Linked DNA regions of Anas platyrhynchos: region 2 is linked to region 1. Evidence: chromatin contacts called from public Hi-C data. All regions are on one chromosome and are shown on one strand. Each heading gives the region's core, a stretch centred on a gene start, on an enhancer-like site or on the middle of the called end of the contact. The rest is flanking DNA. Distances are from core to core; before and after follow the strand shown.

Region 1 (3,786 bases), core at 286-2,785:
AAATAATAAGAGCATATAAAAGACAAGATTAGTTCTAACATTCATCGCATACCCATACATATTCATGCAAGTACTAAATGACAAAAAAGTTAAATAACCTATGGATCCTGGTATCTGGAAAAATAAAATAATAATAAAAAATCCCAAGTAGCAAAGTACTAGCAGTTATGTTTCCGTCACCACTATCGTGCTGTATGACAACCTAAAGGCAATACTTTCCTGGGCATTTTTTCAAGGAGCAGAGTTACCGTCAGCAGAAGGGACTAATGGTCTGCTCCAGTCTCTCACTGGTATTGAGGAGGTATCAGCCACTGTTTTGTGGATGACCTGAGACTTGTGGCTTGAACCAAGGCAACACGCAAGCTGTATGCTATTTGGGGAAGAACTGTTTTGCCTCGTTTAGTTCAATTTGCACTGTTCCCATAAGAAGCAGCCTACCGTGCTTTTCTAAATCACCTCCAACCCTAGAAATCTACTGCTGGCTTCAGAACAAAGCGTTGTTACACAGCACGCGGGTAACAGAATACCTGATGAAGTAACACTCAATTTCAAAGTCATATTGAGTGTGCTGTGCTCAAAGGCAACTATTTCTTATTAAAGGGTATTCCTCTATGGAACTCTTTGGACTTGCTGTCATATTGAGTCATTTTTATTGACCATCTAATTATCTTGGATGTGTTTCGCATACATCTTCTGTATTTCCGAGTATAAAGTTACCTACACGCTAAACCAACAGCCTTACCAGCATATTCCCGAGAGACATAACTCCTTGCCATAATTCACCTGGCACCCTGCCTGGCCTCCAGCTAACTGTTATTTCTCCACCATTTAACCCAAGATCGCCGGGCTCCTTTCTTACTGACTAACTTACAGCCTCCACGAACCACCACCACCTGTCTCTCTTCCCCTTGACAACCAAAAACAAAAGAAGAAAAGGAGAATATTCAAACACAACACTTCAGAATTGCAATAAGCATCCTTTTTTTTCCTGGATGTCGCCAGACGCCCGCCGAGCGCCAGCAGGCTGCGGGCGGCCTGCCGGGGGAGCAGGGGTCCCTCCGGCAGCAGGCGCTGAGGCGCGGGGAGCCCCCGAGGCGAGGGGCTGAGGGGAGGCGCCAGCCCCTGGCGGCGTGGCCTCGGCGCGGCGGCCCCCGGCCCGTCCCTTACCAGGCGCCCCGCGGTCCGGCAGCCGCTCCGCAGCGCGGTCACCGCCGCCATCTTCGCCCGGCAGCCGCGGCCGCCGCCCCGCACACCTCCCACCCGGCAGCCAACCCGCGCGCAGCCCCGCGAGCCGCAGCCAACCGCGCGGCGGGGCCGGGGCCGGGGCCGGGGCCAGGGGCTGAGGCAGCGGCTGCGCTCCCTGAGGGGCCGGCGCGGCGCCACCGCCACCCGGCGCCCCCCCAGCTCCCGGGGGCAGCGCGCAGGGTGCGGCCGCTGGAATAAACTTCCCCGAGGGGCCCCGTGTGTGTGTGTGTGTGTGTGTGTCCTGCAACGATCCCTGCACCGGGACGGGACGGGACGGGACGGGACGGGGTGGGGTGGCTGGGGCGGGCAGCAGGGCGCTGTCCCCGCCCGCTACGCGGCCGCCCGGGCGCTGGGACCCGGCGGCGGCTCCTCAGGCAGCGGCGCCGCCCCCGCCCGCCCGCTCTGCGCCTGCTCCAGCGCCGCCGCCCGGCACCGGCACCGGCATCAGCACCGGCACCGGCATCAGCACCGACACCGGGCTGTGGGTGCTGCTTCGCCGGGCTCTCGCCGTCCTCGGGGCTCGCTGCGGCTCCCCGCGGCTGCCAGCCATGGATGGGGACAGGGTGGAGATAGACGGCGGCATCATGGAGGGGGTGAGCATCCGCGCCGGGCCGTGCTGGGCTCCGCTGGGCTCCGCTCGCCTCGCCTCGCCCGCGGGCGGCGGGTGCGGGTGCGGGTGCGGGAGCCGCAGCGCTGACGGCGCCGTTCCCCCCACAGGGCGGGCAGATCCTGCGCGTGTCCACGGCGCTGAGCTGCCTGCTGGGCCTGCCGCTCCGCGTGCGCCGCATCCGCGCCGGGAGGAGCCAGCCCGGACTCAGGTAACGGCCCCGAAACGCTTCCAAGGGTAAAAACCGCGCACTGGCAGTGTTTGAAGCGGCATTTTTTAACAAAAAGTCTTCCTGTGGCTCGCTGGCGTGGAGGGACCGAGTGCGGAGGGAAGCCAGAAGGCAGCAGGCCCGTCAGAGCAGGCAGAGCCGGGCTGCGCTTTGCTTTCTGCCCTCTCCTTCCTCAGGCAGCTTCCTCCCCCTGGCCCTGGCTTGCTGCCCGGGGAGGTGAGGGCACTCCCTCTGCCTCCACCTGTCAGGCAGCGCAGCCTTAAAAGTGCCTGAAAAATATTTTCAAAGGTAAAGTAGCCTGCGTGGTGTGAAACAAAATGTAATCGTATAATGCCTCACTGAAACATTAATCACTGAGTATGTAGCATATATACCATATACACCATACAAAATGTTTTATATTCTATACAAAACAGTTCCTATGCTATCTGTGTGTCCCAGAGCAGTCATTTGTGTTCTGAACGCTACCAGAAACATCAAAGACACATTACTTGCATTTCTCATCTTGATTTAATAATTGGCATTTTTCTGCCTAGAATTGTGCTCCTTCATTAACTCAGTTAATTCGTGACGTGCTTTTTGACTAACATCACATTTGTAAGACAAACACGGAGGTCAGAATCATCATTTATTTAGGATGAGTTCTAATTATAACTAAGGGAAACTGATCCCTTAGCATTTTTATATATGTGTAGTTGTGTAGTTTTTCAGCCTTTTTTTTTTTTTAAAAAAAAAAAAGAAGAAAAAAAAAAGATTATTGGTCTTTAAACATATCCAGGAGAGATATGAGCTTTGAGGTAGTTAGTTTAGGCTAACTGAAACAGTCTCGCTTATCCATGCTACTGTTTCATAACTGCCTTGAAAGTAGTCTGTAGAATGGCATACAGGGGGTTTTGCTGTATTTCCCAATGGTTTTCATGTAAGGAAATTCATATATTAAGAGGGGCTTGACAGTCAATTAATAATGAGCTTTACTGTGTTAATAACCTGTTAGGCTACTGAATAAAATCATAGCTCAAGTTCTTAATGACATCTTCAAAATGTAACAAAAAAAAAAAAAGATTTATTTATTTATTTATTTATTCTCCTATGTAAACTACACAAGCAAATGGAAATGCAAGCACTGAACTAACTGTTAGCTCTCTTATGGCTCTGGGAACAGTTAATCGGCTTTGGCTCCAGTTCAGTATTGCTATCATTATACTACTTGGCAGCATTATCCCATTACATTTTTGTCATTTATCACATTAGGACAGTGACTGTTGCATCTTGTCTGTCTGTCCTGACCCTTTCTATTGGAAAACACACCAGGACCCTACAAATTTCAGAATGACCAGAAAGCTACTCCTTTAGCTCCTCTGAACTCAGGAGAAATGTAGGAACCAGATTGAATTTCTGATCCTTGTTTTAAATCTGCAATTGATATTGACTGATGTATTAGTTGACTTTTTTTTTTTTTAATGTAACATGATTATGTAGTCTATTTGAATGGATCTTTAACTTCGTATTATGACTTTAAGACCCCAGCATCTGTCTGGATTGGAGATCATTCGAGATTTATGTGAAGGGAAGCTGGAGGGTGGAGAAATTGGTTCAACAGAAATAACCTTCACTCCTGGGAAGATCAAAGGTGGAACCCACATAGCAGATACAAAAACAGCAGGGTATGTCTTTGTACATGGATAATGATTGACAAGCAACTGCT
Region 2 (3,813 bases), core at 11-2,510, 150 kb after region 1:
CGTAGTCTAGAAAACCCTTCAACTTACCTCATTGTTGCCAGGTAAGATTGTTTTCTCCCCTGTTGTTTTTACAGGACAGTCGTTTGTGATCCTTGAATCTGATGGAGAGTAAAAGGAGTCTATAACTGAAGATCAACAGTTAGCCCACATGCTACCACCATCTTTCTGTAAATTACCGTTCCTGTTGATTACCAATTTATGTGCACATTCTTGGCAATTATCCAATCCCTTTTGCTATTGCTCGCTGAGTAATTATCTCCGCCTTTCAATGAAATCTCCAGGAACAAATTATTACATTAAACCAATTGCTTAGAAAGAAAACACAGCACTCCCCCCCACTACGGCAACATCTCTGTATTCTGTCCTTAGGGTCAGGCAGAGATGCAAGCAGATCTCCAGAACCTCACGCTCCATTACAAAGTTTACCAATCACCACTAAAATGCATCATTTGGCTACCATAGTCAAGCAAGTAGTCCTGCTAACAGATCTGTTCTGGCTCATCCCCTTCAAGCTTTCCTTCACACAGCTTACCAATTGCATCAGAGGCACATCTGGTGTTTTTGAACTACCTGGTCTGTCAGGTAGAGAAGGGAAGGCAAATACAAGTGTAAGCACAAAAAGGAAGCATGCACAAGATGCAGGACAGCAACCTAAGCAAGCTGCGTAAGTCTGAGTCCCAGTTTTATCCCTGACTTATTTTGTGATGCTAGCGAAGTCACTGAAGCTGTTTCCAGAAATTAATCACTGGTTTTGGTTGCTTCATTTCAGGTCATGCCTGACTGGTAAAGAGGATGGACGAGCAGCAGGAGCTGCTCAGCACTTCTTAACTCCAGCATATCTTGGCCGTATCTGCTTGGTCATACGTGATTTTGTAAAGGTGAGCCTCGTATAAAGGTGAGCCTCACAGAAAGGTGAGCCTCACATAAAGGTGCGCCTCACATAAAGGTGCGCCTCAACCGCTCTTCCCCCAGCTGCCACCCAGCCGTGACAGTCCCGCCGCTTTTACCAACCAAGTTACGAACCTGCAGCGTGCCGCTGCCCGCAAACATACCCCACCTGCAGCGAGCACCTCTTCAGACCCAGACGGAGGGAAATAAGAACGGTGAGCCGAGGCGCGGCGCTTCCACCCTGCTGTTTGAACAGAAATGACCCTGACAGGGGGCCGGCCCCCCCCGGCTGCGTCCCGCCAGGCCCCGCTGCAGGGCCCGGGCCGCGGCGCCAGCCCCGGCAGCGCGCGGGGTGCGCAGGCGCGGTGGGGCCGGAAGCGGGGCTGGGGAGGGGCGGGGAGCGCTGCGCCGCGCTGCCGGGCCCCGCCGGCCCCCTCCCGGCCCCGCCGTGCCCGGCCCGCACCGCCCCGCACCATGCTGCCCCTCTCCATCAAGGACGACGAGTACAAGCCGCCGCGCCTCAACCTGCTGCGGAAGGCGTCGGGCTGGTTCAGGTGAGGGCCGGGGAGGTGGGGGGGGGGGGGGGGTGAGGCCGGGGCTGTGGCCGAGGCCCCCGCCCTGACGCGCCGCGTGTCCCCGCGCAGGTCCATCCTGGCCGACAGGACCTCCCGCAACCTCTTCTTCTTCCTCTGCCTCAACCTCTCCTTCGCCTTCGTGGAGCTGCTCTACGGCATCTGGAGCAACAGGTACCGCCGGGGGGGGGGGAGGGAGGCTGCCACGTCTGCTGCCGGCCGGGCCGGGCCTGGGCTCGGCTCCGCTCCGCCAGAGCCCCCGGCGGGGTTGGCGGCTCCACAGGCGCCCGGCCTCGCAGGGAGCCCCGGGGGCTCTGCCCGCTTGCCACAGGGATCCTTTGGGGATGGCAGCTTGTAAGTGCTGGGTGGCATAACCGGCACTGCGCCGACTGTCCCGGCTCTGAGAGAAACGGGAATGAAAGCCTCCAGGTGTAGAAAAGCAGCATAAATCCGCAGAGGTGTAAAAGATGGAGGGACTTGGTTAAACTGCTGCTGAAAAAATCTGTAGTAAAACATAACCGGGACACGTGAAGGAACTGCTGTGTGGGGTTACAGGTAGAGAACAGGTAACGTGGCATCTTCATCACGTGCTTTGCTCTCAACAGAGGTGTTATTCTATGGTGACATTTATGAGTCCATACACACATCAGTTGACTGCCATGGGAATGTCTTAAGCCCAGCAATTTGTCCTTGTGCGTGGAACCAGAGATCCTTATCAAAAGCTGTAGTATGGGCACAGATTACTCAGACACTTGATTAAAAGTCCTAATGAGCAATGTCTGTTTGGAAACAGTTGCATCCTACTACTTACCATACTTTTCTAATTCTCTCAAATGGTACAATCAAGTCTTTAACACTGTTTACAGTAACAGCTACTGTAATGCTAGTGAGAACCCAGTGCTGTCTGCAGCACAGACTCTCTTGGCACTCTGCAGACTGTCTCAGATGTTCTTCTTCAAGGTTTGACTTTGTTGGTAAACTTCTGCAAATTGTGTGTGGACTATTGTATGCGTAGTCTGAGTAAGAGTATTTTTCTGAAAAGCTCAGGAGATGGGAAGATTTTTTTCTAAATGGTTCAGGTATAGACAACTGTATGTTCATATGTATTTGGTTTGTTTTAAGCATAATAATTTTTTGTTAGTGCGAGGAGGAATGATATATCTAACAGAAAAGGTCCCATATCTGATGTAACTAAACAAAGACACTGAAGTGAAACTTGCCAGAAATGTGACACTGAAGAATTGAGGTTACTGGAACTGCAAGAACTCTCTTATTCGTATTAGGTTTGGAGATTAAGAATTAGGATTTGCTGGATATTCATTAGTTGGATCTCATGTTTATATTTCAAGTCACTAATCTCAGGTATTTTTACATTAAGCCTAGTTTTTGGGCTTAAAAAAAAAATTATCAAGCCTCTCTTTGGTAGAGAGGAATAGCAGAGAATATAATGAGGTATGCCTACCATCAAAGCAGATGGTTCATGCCTTGAAAGAACAAATACGTAAGCGAAAAAAAGGAGCCATATAGGGAAAATCCCTTCTCAGATCTGCAGAGCACAGCTCCTTTGGCTGTCAGCATGAGACATGTAGAAACAGAACACTTACGAAGGAGGTTTTGGTATCATCTTGGAGCAGCTCTTTATTCCAGTGCACCTGTCTTGGGTGCCTGATGCTGTGTTAGAAGCACGGTGAAGGTGATCTTGAGTTCTGTTCTCACTAGTGTCCTTAACAATGTCAATGAGACAGAGATGGTAAGACTGAAAAAAACTGCTGTGATTGTGCAGATGATTCTTCCCTTGGCTTCCGTAGGCAATGGGTTTTCTGCTTGATCATGATTCTGAAAAATACGCCTTTATCCATTCAAATTCAAGTAGGTTGTCAGGACTTCTTTGACTGGGCTATTCATATTTCGAAATAAAATCTATGATTTCAGCCCCCAAAATTGTTGTTAAGTTCTAAAATACTTCAGTCTTAATTTTTCTTCTTGATTATTTCTTATATTCTTCTTAGGTTTTGTTTACCGAGTTGCTGAATTGTTTCTTAAATCACAAAACCAGGATCTAAGTTATATGAGCCTCTTACAAATAGTCTGGAATGTTGATGTTCTTGAAGGACAGACAACAGAACGCGTTTTCCTAGATGAGAACTTAAAGGTAGTTGGTCTGCTACTCGGGCTCTTCTGTTTTAAAATATTTACTGTACATGCATTTGTGCTACTAAATCAACTGTGGAAGTGTCCTCTCTTAGACACAGTATGTGTCACTACAGGGATTCTGCTAGATCATGCTCTGGTTGACGTGTTCTGCTGCTAGTGGAAGTTTTGCATGCATCCCTGTGTTACTACTGCTTAACTG

The links. Hi-C and Micro-C count contacts between places; a contact is called where the count stands out from the background.
Region 2: a Hi-C map of subcutaneous adipose tissue shows a contact between it and region 1, with 1.9 times the contacts expected there. The contact joins the promoter of EXTL2 here to the promoter of RTCA in region 1. A contact is called at or near these places in 3 of 8 Hi-C or Micro-C datasets (liver, small yellow follicle and subcutaneous adipose tissue).

What each region holds. Positions count from the first base shown.
Region 1 is chr8:10,659,675-10,663,460 of IASCAAS_PekinDuck_T2T, forward strand. It overlaps RTCA (RNA 3'-terminal phosphate cyclase), which reads left to right and starts at 1,536. Exons shown (of 11, transcript XM_027463041.3): 1 at 1,536-1,838; 2 at 1,963-2,063; 3 at 3,602-3,745. The coding sequence starts at 1,794. DBT (dihydrolipoamide branched chain transacylase E2) reads right to left here and starts at 1,481. Exons shown (of 12, transcript XM_072042079.1): 1 at 1,168-1,481.
Region 2 is chr8:10,811,313-10,815,125 of IASCAAS_PekinDuck_T2T, forward strand. EXTL2 (exostosin like glycosyltransferase 2) reads right to left here and starts at 1,261. Exons shown (of 5, transcript XM_005018760.6): 1 at 1,058-1,261; 2 at 28-98. The coding sequence starts at 32. SLC30A7 (solute carrier family 30 member 7) reads left to right here and starts at 1,265. Exons shown (of 11, transcript XM_027462589.3): 1 at 1,265-1,442; 2 at 1,533-1,634. The coding sequence starts at 1,363.